2 separate regions of the Zea mays genome follow, and region 1 is linked to region 2. The links are chromatin contacts, called in public Hi-C maps. All regions are on one chromosome and are shown on one strand. Each heading gives the region's core, a stretch centred on a gene start, on an enhancer-like site or on the middle of the called end of the contact. The rest is flanking DNA. Distances are from core to core; before and after follow the strand shown.

What was found. A called contact is a pair of places that touch in the nucleus more often than the background predicts.
Region 1: a contact with region 2 is called in a Hi-C map of ear, with 1.7 times the contacts expected there. The contact joins the promoter of LOC100216637 here to the promoter of LOC103504713 in region 2. A contact is called at or near these places in 2 of 25 Hi-C or Micro-C datasets (ear and tassel).

What each region holds. Positions count from the first base shown.
Region 1 is chr10:144,663,105-144,668,446 of Zm-B73-REFERENCE-NAM-5.0, reverse strand. It overlaps LOC100216637, which reads left to right and starts at 3,192. Exons shown (of 7, transcript NM_001360068.1): 1 at 3,192-3,618; 2 at 3,729-3,806; 3 at 5,125-5,342. The coding sequence starts at 3,241. LOC103642055 reads left to right here. Exons shown (of 10, transcript NM_001360069.1): 1 at 1-221; 2 at 317-385; 3 at 1,273-1,326; 4 at 1,449-1,515; 5 at 1,625-1,699; 6 at 1,803-2,051; 7 at 2,124-2,166; 8 at 2,245-2,323; 9 at 2,414-2,546; 10 at 2,640-2,972. The coding sequence ends at 2,500.
Region 2 is chr10:144,423,970-144,429,943 of Zm-B73-REFERENCE-NAM-5.0, reverse strand. It overlaps LOC103504713 (peroxisomal 2,4-dienoyl-CoA reductase-like), which reads right to left and starts at 3,270. Exons shown (of 5, transcript NM_001327795.1): 1 at 2,952-3,270. The coding sequence starts at 3,137.

The sequences.
Region 1 (5,342 bases), core at 1,943-4,442, 240 kb before region 2:
TTCCCGACGAGATCCTGGCCGTGATCCCCACCGACCCGTACGAGCAGCTGGACGTGGCGCGCAAGATCACCTCCATGGCCATCGCCTCCCGCGTCTCCCGCCTCGAGGCCGACGCTGCGCGCCTCCGCCGTGACCTCGCCGACCGTGACCGCGCCGAGGCCGACCTCCGCGCCTGCCTCGCCGACTCCGACGCGCGCCTTGCCACCGCTCTCGACGAGAACGTAAGCACCCCGCCCGAACCTTCCTTTGCCGGAATTGTTCCCGTAGAGTTGTGGTCTGTAATTGGCTTATTTGCCTCTCATCCTTTGGCGTGCAGGCGAAGCTGGCGAAGGAAAGGGACTCGCTCGCGGCGACGGTCAAAAAGCTGACCAGGAATTTGGCGAAGGTGCGTCCTTTACTATCTTTCTAGGTCCATCTGTTGTGCGAATTCTATCAATTCTGATCTGAAGTTTTGGCTTTGGCATGAATTGTTATGTGAACCCTGCAACATTTGATTAGAGGTGTGTTTCAAGTGTACAGTTACTGGAATTGTTGGGGACTTTGACCAGACACTGTTCTTTTAGTGTTGTTTGCTTGTGTATGTCAGAAACGTGCTTTTCAGTGACCATGATTTTGGGCACTTGGTAGAGATGGGACAAACACACATTTGATTGTTGTGACTTTGTATGATACGTGTGTCTAGCCTTGTTTGTAGCGTAGTTGTCATCGCAGTGGAGACAGGAGAGTATGTCTTTTATTTTATGATTTCTTACTTGCTATGTATGATGGAAAAAATACAATTTGTGATTTGTTCTTGATGATTTGGACAACACAGTATATTTTTTTAGTTTGACCAGATGGTTCAGCTTTGGCTGGGTACAAAATTGTGACCACTGCAGGCGTTTTTCTATCTTTCAGTCTTAGTTAAGGATTTTGTATGGAAAATAGATAATTTTGCTGCAAACATTGAAACTGTGACAAATTTAATTAATGATAGTTTAGAGAAGCCCGCCCATATTAAATAATTTTGAACGCAATGTTATTAGTACCAGATTGTCAAGCCAATGTCAGTTACTTTACTTTGCAGTTTCAGGCACAGTGTTCCAGAAACTATAATAATTTGTCTGTGACTCTGGTCATTGATGATTCATAAACTAGTTATTTGCTATTTCATTGAATGATGTCACATGCATGAGCCTGGCAAAGAATTCTAACCAGCATGAAGTTTGTCAAACTCTACTTCTGTTCAATATGAACTCCCAAATTGTACCAGACATTGTTTGTTCTGTGCAGTTGGAGGCTTTTAAGAAACAATTGATGAAATCATTGAGTGAAGATAATCTATTGGTGAGTTGTGTTGATCAAATATTTTTGTTCACTCTTAGTCAAGATTTATTGTTACCTTTCAAGTCTTCTCTTCTGCTGGAACTTTTGTGTGAGCAAATGATTTTATTGGCATGTTTTCACAGCAACTGTCTGAAACCAGTCAAGATCACAACGCAGAAGATTTGACAGCTCGAGTCCCATTTTGGAAAGGTGTCGTTTAATATTAATACCCTTACAGTTTTTACAGCAGTTTCTGCCAAAGCAATAGTCGAAACCGCATGCCTGATGCACACTTTCTTTTGTTATTAAATGACTCTAGATGAAGTTTCGAGCAGTAACACTTCTTCAGATGCCTCCAGCAGATCTACAATTACTGAATCCGTCCATGACGGAGGTAATTCACTCTCACTACTGAATAATGAACAGTTAAACTAGATCCACATATTAACGTATTTTGAGCTCAGCCACTTACATACAAAATAATTTAACTTCTACAGGATACCAGTTCTCGATCACACCATATATGCCTCCAAAATTAACTCCTGGCTCAACAACTATGATTTCGTCCTCTAGTGGTTCTCCCCGAGCTTATTCAACTGGCCCACCCTCTCCCAAGTTCTTATCTGGTCCGACTTCACCTGCAAAAGCTCGATCTGAGGGCCAATTGGCATTTTCATCATGGCAAGGATCATCAAGTCATCAGTATTCAGCACCTACCTCTCCTCCCCAACGCCGCTCATTCACAGGTTTGGGGCAGTGAATGTGACACATACTGGAGCTTGCTAAAGACACATACACTGACTCTTTCCTGTTTCCAGGGCGACCACGTATAGATGGGAAGGAATTCTTCCGACAAGCACGGTTGGTTGCTAATCTGGCCACCTTATGCAGCAATTATTAGTTTGTTTCTCCCCTAACGTTTGTGCCTACAACTCTCAGGACAAGACTTTCGTATGAGCAATTTGGAGCATTTTTGGCCAATATCAAGGAGTTCAATGCTCAGAAACAATCACGGGAGGTACTGTAATCTACCATTGCTTTCATGGTTACGACAGAAATTTGGAAAACATGACAATGTGATTATTTTTTACTTAACTAATGTTTGCAGGACACCCTGTCAAAAGCAGAAGAGATTTTTGGAACAGAACACAATGATCTGTACATTTCTTTCCAGAATATGCTTAACCGAAACTAATCATGAAAATTTGTCAGAAGTAGTATTTTCTCTCAAAATCAAGCAGGTTCGTTTCATTCCTATGTCTCTCATGATTATGGAATAAGGGATATAATATTTTACTCAGCTAATCATGTTTGCTTCATGCCGTTGTTTGCAGGGTAGATTCTGTTGGAATAAACGATGCCCTTCCGTAGGTTCTCAAGATCACATTGTAGAGATATGTATATAGGCCACCTTAATTCGAGGTGTTCCTTCTCAATAATTTGGAGCTGTGACTTAAAAGCGGAAATCGCATAGCATACATTCACTCATTCCCTGAAATTCAAGGCTTCCTGCTTGTCTTTCTGCTGTAAATCCGGATGCAGATCTCTTGAGCTATTAAGGTGCCTTCCCTAGTTCCCTTTGTAGAAAGCTGTATAAAACTGCCCTTTGCCGTTCTTCTAACTGCCAAGGGTACACGGAATGGATATATGATCACGGTGCATTCGTTGTATTGAGATGTTCGATAAACTGTGATTGTGATTTTTTATTGAGCTTTTTCTTCCAAGGCTGTGAATTTTGATATAAACTACAGAAGAAAAAAATGAAAAGCAAGAAATAGAGAAGACAGAAAAGTTCCAACACGAAACTCTCGCTGGCAGATGGGTCCCACGTAATTTCCCCTTAAGGACTGATTTAGTAGACCCACATGTCATGCACACATCTTTCCGCTTATCCCTCAGGTTTCGTCTTCCCTATCCCAGCACTGGTCCACCACCATGGCCACCCCATCCACCGCCGGCGACCCTGCCCCTGCCGGCGAACCAGTACCAACCCCATTGCAAGGACCAGCCCAGCGTCGCATCTCAACATCCCGCATCTCCCACATCGTGCGCACCTACCTAGACCTCTCCAGTTCCAGGAAGCGCCGTTCCGCTCCTAAGAACCAGCCCAAGGCCGGGGACAAGGAAAGGGATGCGGCGGCCGCCGAAACTGACGGGTCCAAGGCGGGGCCGTCCTCGTCCCACCCGTCTCGGCTGCTCCGGGAGCTGGGCATCCGCGTCTCCCGCTACACGCATGAGGAGCGCCGGGATATCATCCTCCGCTACATGCAGAAGCGGAGCGGTCGCCAGATCGTCAACCGCGCGGCCAGTAAGGTGCGATTTGTTTGATGAGAGCTTAGTTTAGCTGTGTGATTGGATTGCAGAGGGCGCTAAAGCTGACAAGTTTCTTTGGCGGTTGCTTGTGCGGCTCCTGCTGCTTGCAGGTCCCATCGAGGCAGGCTCTGGCAGTCAGGCGGCGGAGGGGTGCTGGAGGGAAGTTCCTCGGCAAGGATGACGCCCAGGTATACAGTCCGGGATATCCGGTTCCTCAGGAATGGAAACCACTTGCTATTGCACATTACAAATAGGCTAATGTTTTTTAAATACTAAAAGAAGTTGGGCCAGTTTTATCTAAATTTTGCCATGTCATCAATAGAGAAAATTGCATTAGCAAAGCAATCTTGTGTCAGAAATGTTATTTTGGCTCGTTTACTTGTATCCAAGCTACATCGACCGCATATTGGGTAGTAGATATGGGGAAATTTGCTTATTTGGGTCGCTTGTCGTTGCCGCTCACCAAAATATCCCGGCATTCGTTGCACTCGCTAAATTACCTTGCTTAAGCAGCGTACAATAGATAAAATGCCCCAGCACTGTTACTAACATGTTCTTTGTGGACTCAATAATTTAAAATACCGCTTTTTACCCTCTACATGTATTACAGGTTCTTGACGCATCTGTTTCTGTATGCACCCGTTCACATCACCGCCTTCAGTCGCATCAATGCCTGTTCGCTAACCTCGCCGCCCAGCCGCATCAACGCCGATCGGCCTCATCCTGTCCACTGCCCAAGCCCGACCCCGTCCACTGTCCTAGCCCGACGTCTCAACCAAAAAATTAACCACAGATCACATTTAAAGCTAAAAATTGCAGCTTTATTCAGCTATATATCTGTTTACAAAAATAATTAAAGCTCGAGCTGCCATGGGTTTGGACGGGTCTGTGTTGTCATTGGTTTGTGGTTTTACTAGACAACATTTGTTATGGCTGGCACAAAAAATCTGCCGTTGTGGATACCAAGAGAGACAGAAAAAAAATCTATAGCTGTGAAATGAAATGGAAACGGACGTTGAGAGCTCAACACAAAACGAACCTGTAATGCACGCAGAGGGTAAAAACAGTAATTTAAATTATTGAGTCCACAGAGAGCATGTTAGCAACAGTGATGGGGCATTTTATCTATTGTACGCTGCTTAAGCAAGGCAATTTAGCGAGTGTGACGAATGCTGGAGTATTTTGGTGAGCGGCAACGACAAGCGACCCAAATAAGAAAATTAGTGTTGACTAGTGTTGAAGTGGAGACTAGTGTTGACTATCTGGAGTATTTTGTACGCTGCTTATGAATGCTGAAGTGGAGACTAGTGTTGACTATCAGAAGAGGAGATTAGTGTGAGTCATTTGGTCACCGGTTCAAAGCAGCCTCTCCACATTTGCAGGGGAAATGCTTGTCTTGGTTTATTCCTCAGACCTCACTCACGTGGGAGACTCCGACACTGGGCTTGTACTTTTAGTTAACCACACTTACAATTCTCTTGTATAAGAGTTTTTGTTTTTTCCCAGATTACAGATAAGCTAGAAGAAAAGGCAGAAGAAGAGCCAGAATTGCCACCAGAAGTCGTCTCAAATGCTGGAGGAGTACCCATAGTTGGTATGGTCTTTGAGAGTGAAGAAAAAGCATATGAGTATTATGTTAGTTATGCAGGAAACATGGGATTTAGTGTTCGAAAAGGATGGTGGGAGAAAACTGCTAAAAATTCCAACAGGTCAAGGGTCTATGT
Region 2 (5,974 bases), core at 2,021-4,520:
ATGAAGAAAATAGACGAGGAGGCCCACCGACAAAAGGATCAGGTGCTCAAGGTGGCAGATAAGTGGTACCTCTCGCACTTCAGGGTAGACTGCCACCAGAAGACCGTCCAAGAAAGGGAGATAAATGCCGAGTATATGTTAGCCGTGCTGCAACAGCTCCCCACGATAGGTGATGCCAGGTCAGCCGATGATATTCCATCTATTAAAATTTCTTTTGATAATCGGATTAAAAGTATTACGGAGGATATAGAGAGGATGACACATGCATTAGGAAAAACTCACATGCCTGATTTTTTATCACATAAATTAGGCGCTGAAACAATTGCGCCAAACACATCGGCGACAAATGGGTTTTCCCAGCCATATTCTGGTGTGTCGATGGACTCATATCCAGAACGACCGTCACCACCATCTTCGCTAAATGGTGAGTCAACCCTGAGCACGTCCGGACCGTCCGCACACAATCGCGGACTATCCGACCCTCCGTCAGACCGTCCGGCACCCTACGCCGGACAGTCCAGAGTTACACAGAGCCCACCGCAAGGGTCACAGGTGTTGCCTGACGTGACCGGGCAGTCCGAGGATAGTACCGGACCATCCGATCCACCAGCAGACCGTCCGACTGTGCAGGTCGGACCGTCCGGAGCACCAGAAGTCACCTGTGATCCGTCTAGTGTGGAAGGCCGGCGTACATATAACCGGCCACCCAAGCCCCAAGAACCAAAAAAATCACATGTCCCTGAGCTTGTTTGGCCCACTAAGGCCAAACCTTCTGTTCGCTCTCACCCGCACTCGACACAAAAGGAAAAGGTTAAGTTCACATTTAATATTACTAAGTGTGATAAAATATTTGATGAGTTGCTTAAACATGGTAATATTAAACTATCACATATAATTCCTCCGGTTGAAGAATTAAAAGGGCGTATATATTGTAAATGGCATGGCTCCTTTCTTCATAACACCAATGATTGTGCTGTCTTTCGTCGGCAAATACAATCGGCTATAAACGAAGGCCGGTTGAGGTTTCAAAAGGAGGTGAGGATTGACAGGCCACCTGTCCCTGCCACCACATTAGAGCCGACAAGCAAAAAAGTCATAGTTCGGCCCTGTGCGGCCGATAAAAGCAAAGATAAAAATATCGTCATTGGTGATCCCCGTACACCAAATATGTCACGCATAATGGTTACTCGGAAGACTCCGGACAAAAGAAAGACCGGAGGCACCGGGGGGCAAGCACGATCGGACACCCGATCACGGTCACCTGTCCTGCGTACGCCAGACGATCCGGGTACTAAGGCCGAACAGTCCGAGACAGTAGCGGACGGTCCGACTATAATGGTCGGACAGTCCGCAGACAGTCAGAAGCAGCAACCTCAGACCACTGGACCACAAGGTTCCAAAACAAGTGTTACGAAACAAAATACTATTAAGACGTCTGGACGACTCAGTAGAGTCGGCCCTACTTTTGGTCAGTTGCTTGCCAAATATACGAAGAAGGCCGTTCCACACAACCGGCCAATAAAGCAGACGAAGTCAAAAGGGCGGTCTGTGCGAAAGCAAAAGGCGACTAAACGGACCCAAAAGGTAGCACAACCAAGATCGCCTTGTCATCCTCCTCCAGGGATAACATGGTGCGTCCCGTTCTATCCATCGCCGATGTGTTGTCCTGCTCATGTGTGGGGTGGTACGGCGATGAATTCGTATTACTGGCCCAATCCGTTTGCTTATTTGGGCTGAGGGGCACCACAAGTTTTTGCCTATTGACAGGTTGATCAGGTAGACATGGCCGAAGAGGATGCGATCCGAAACGGCCTCTGTGCATTAAAGTTCCATCAATTATTTATATTATCTGATTGCAAGAGCCGATGACTTGCATCGAGCTGAGTCCTTACATCGGGAACAAAAGCTCATGAGGTCAATTATTTCCGAAGTTTTCACTGATGCTTTTGGTTCGCCAAGCTCCACCAAAAGGCAGGGGGGCATATGTTGGGCACCAAAATGAGCGGACGGTCCGGCCCTTGGGCCCGGACGGTCCGCGTGTCCCGAGATTAGATTAACTCGGATATTTATCCTTATCTCGTGCGTGGTTATCCATCTAATCACGTGGGAGTTTGTTGGCTATCTCTTAGGAAAAGGTCCAGACCTCCTCCCCTATAAATATAAAGGGGTACGGCCGATTGAGAACCCCCGAACACAACACATTCAATCGAACCAATTACCTTATTTACCTTTTCTGCCCTAGGAGTAGATGTAGCATAGTTCTAGTTGTAGTCTTCCACATATCCACTTCCACCCTTATTCGACTCTACGTCGTCTAGATCCGTCTTGGGTGGCCTGCCGATCCAAGACGACCCTAGGATCTCACCCCTCCCAGGGGCAAGATCTAGTTGTTCATCCAAGACATCTTTCTCGAATTGATCTCTTAATTCCTAGGCGACTCCACGTCGTCTGGGGACACCCCGGGTGACCTGTCGACCCGGAGCACCTTAAGATCTTTTCCCCTAGGGGACGAGATCTAGATTCCAGCAAGAAGGAGGAAGACGACCCTGTCGCCAGGTCGCGGACCGTCCGGCCCTAGGGCGCGGACCGTCCGGCCGTCAGGCAGTGAACCCGAGTTCCTGCACCAGGTCGCGGACCGTCCGGCCCTGTGCCGCGGACCGTCCGCGCCTGACCAGAGAGCACCGCCGCCTCGCGCCAGGCCGCGGACCGTCCGGCTCTGCGCCGCGGACCGTCCGCGCCTCACCAGAGAGCACCGCCGCTGGTTCTTTTGAGTGATTGACGCCTCAAAAAAGGCGTCAACAACGACCAATCGAACCTACTACTGCCACTACTTAGCAGCAGAAAAGCAAAATTCCCCCACCCAAGCCCCAAAACCGACCACGAGAGCCCAGGAACACAAGCACGGCAGTGGTAGGTAGAGCGGGAGGGAGTCTAGGGGGATACGTGCGCACCCTGAGGCCCTCGGACCGGAGCGCGGCGACGGCCTTGTCGAGGACCTCGCGGCGGCGGCCCATGAGTGCGACGTGCGCGCCGTGGCGCGCGAGCTGCGCGGCGATCTCGAAGCCGATGCCGGAGCCCCCGCCCGTGACCAGCGCCGCCTTCCCCCTCAGCAGGTCCGCGCGGAACGGCGACTCCATTGCCTGCGTTGCAGCCAGGTCGCGCTCCGGAGACCTTGGACCTTGGTGGCAGGGGGACGGGCACAGCGGCTGGGGAAGAAGATGGCAGTTGGCAGTTTGCGTGGCACCGGTTGCTAGTTTGCGTGGCCTTGTCTTTGACACACATGAGTCATTCAAGGAAAGAAAGCCTACGAGTGGACCAAATTGTTTTCTGCGGAAAACGTCATTCTTACCTTTCGTCGAAGTTAAACATTTTCAATTTTTAACTGAATCTATATATAAAGAAAATGTTAATATTTAAGATGCATAATTTGGTACATAAATTACGGAATATATTTTTATGTTTTTTGTAATAAAATTAAAGATACAAATATTATCACCTTTTCTTTTATAAATATGGGTAAATGTAATTAATCAGCGACAACTTTTTTTAGATGTTTTGGGGTGGGGCAGGGAGAGTATTAGTTCAAATATAAGCACAGTCCAAAGATATTATATTTTATGGAAAAATGAATCAATTAGATGCTTATGTATTCCTCTATAAATTGCATTGCATCAAAGCTAATGAAATTTGGTATAGCACAAAATTAAAATAAATTGGTAATTACAATAGACGGAATATTTGATAGTCTTGGAGACGTAATGAAGCGTGTTTGTAAGTTGTAACTGTACGTTTTTTTTAAATGGAAACTGTACGTTTATTGATTGAGTGATCAATTCATCACGACCTGATATGAATCCGCAGGCCCAGTCAGTAGGTAGGGTGCGGTACGACTGTAATGACGAACAGGATTTCCGCCTTTCCGGCCCAGTTCAAGGAGTGGGCTGTGGGAAGAAACCGGCCCAACCCTACTCTCTATGTTTTGATTGTAGATTTGGATCCGTGCGCGCACTGATGTACGGCCGTAAATCTGTATCCAGGAATTTATCTATTTTATGATTTATCTCTAAGTCCTATCTATATTCTACAGTGCAAATTTATCTATTTTATGATTTATCTCTAAGTCCTATCTATATTCTACAGTGCAAAATAGTTGAAGGGAAGAAAGACGTGCTTGGACGTCGATATCTAATATCTATATAACTAATATTAAAAATGAGTTATAATTTAAATCTATTGTTTGGACATAGAATTGTAGTTCCAGACAATACAGAAGTTTTAGATTATGAATGACATGTTCTAGTTATAGTCCACTAAGGAATTAAGATTTAATTTTACGTCTAGTTATAATCTTGGTTCTAATTTCTAAAAATAAAATTGTAAAAATATAAAACCATTATAATACCAAATAAGTATACTATAAAAATATAATTAATAAAGAAACTAACAATATTATTATATCTCTACTATATAAAGTACTAGTTTTTTCTAGTTTACACGGTATCATAGTCGCCGTATGTCATCCTTTCCATTTTATACAAAATAAGGTAAAATTATACATAAGTGGGTATTTAACTCTTGGTTGTTGGATACTAAATCCACACCCATCCATACCAATAGAATACACATTTTTATATTTTATTAAAATAAAATCTTCCCATGTGATATATAAAAGACGTAGCAATGCACATATATCTAACTAGTATTATATAAATCTAGATATTTTTTTAGAAAAAAATGATTTGTAATTTGGATCAGAGCGGGTGTTAAGGGTCAAGAGTCCTCGCTTGTGGCGCCATCCTCCTTGCCTAGAGAGAAGGTAGACATGCACATGCTGACTAGCAATTCACTATTGTAATTTGTAACTAGCAGCCCGGACGGCGAACGCGACTGCGATGGCGACGGGAGTCTGATCTGGCCGGTCCACGTCGCCGCATGCACACCGCAACGGAATTCTTATCCGATCAGGCAGGCCGCATAGGACGAAGATAGAAAAATTTCTTTCCGTTTCTAGTTGAGTTTAAGATTATGAAAGTAAAGGTTTCATCAATTTCAGCCCTGCTTCACCAAATATCATAGACGAGCAACTCTACTCCACAGTTTACTTTTTTTTTTGATGTGTTTGACTTGTAAAACCCTGCTCTAGCTTCACAAAATTGAGATTTTGTTGAAAAATGTCTCTATTATTACACTTGCGATGATTTTTGTATGTACTGTTTTTTTTCAAGTATTCAAAAGTTAATATAATGGACCATATAAGTGATATGTGTGAAATTTATCATACTTTAATCGAGTGTCGTGACATATTTATTGAGTATTCAACTTTACAAAATAAAAAAAGTATCTCATGTCTAGCTCTGTGGTAGCTAACTCATGACGGAATTGTGTGCATTATGTACCGAATTAGGAGCCAAATAACCTCTCCACGACCACAAGTTAATGCACATGTTGTTATGTTCACTACCGGAATCATGTGCTTTGTCGAGTGCCTGAAGCACTCGGTAAACTCTAAAAAACACTCGACAAAGTCTTTGCCGAGTGTGGTACTCGGTAAAGAGGGCTCGACGAACAGTACATACAGATCTACATAGTGTAGGAACATACCACAAAAAATGTGTTTGGCAAAATAAAAAATATAAAAATATACTTTACCGAGTGTCTAGAAATGACACTCGGCATAGCTTGCTCTGTCGAGTGTCTAACGGAGGGTACTTGACAAAAAAATATATTCTTTGCCGAATGCCAGCACACACGACTCTCGGCAAAGATAATGGCCGTCAGCTTTAAATGTCGGTTGATGGTCGTTTGCCGAGAGCCGCAATTCGCCGAGTGTTTGGCCCTCGGCAAAGAAGCCTTTGCCGAGTGTATTCCTGTGCCGAGAGTTCTGCTCTCGGCAAACGTCATGGTTTACCGAGTGCAGGACTTTACCGAATGCGGCACTCGGCAAAGAATTCTTTGTCGAACGTGCCCGATAAAA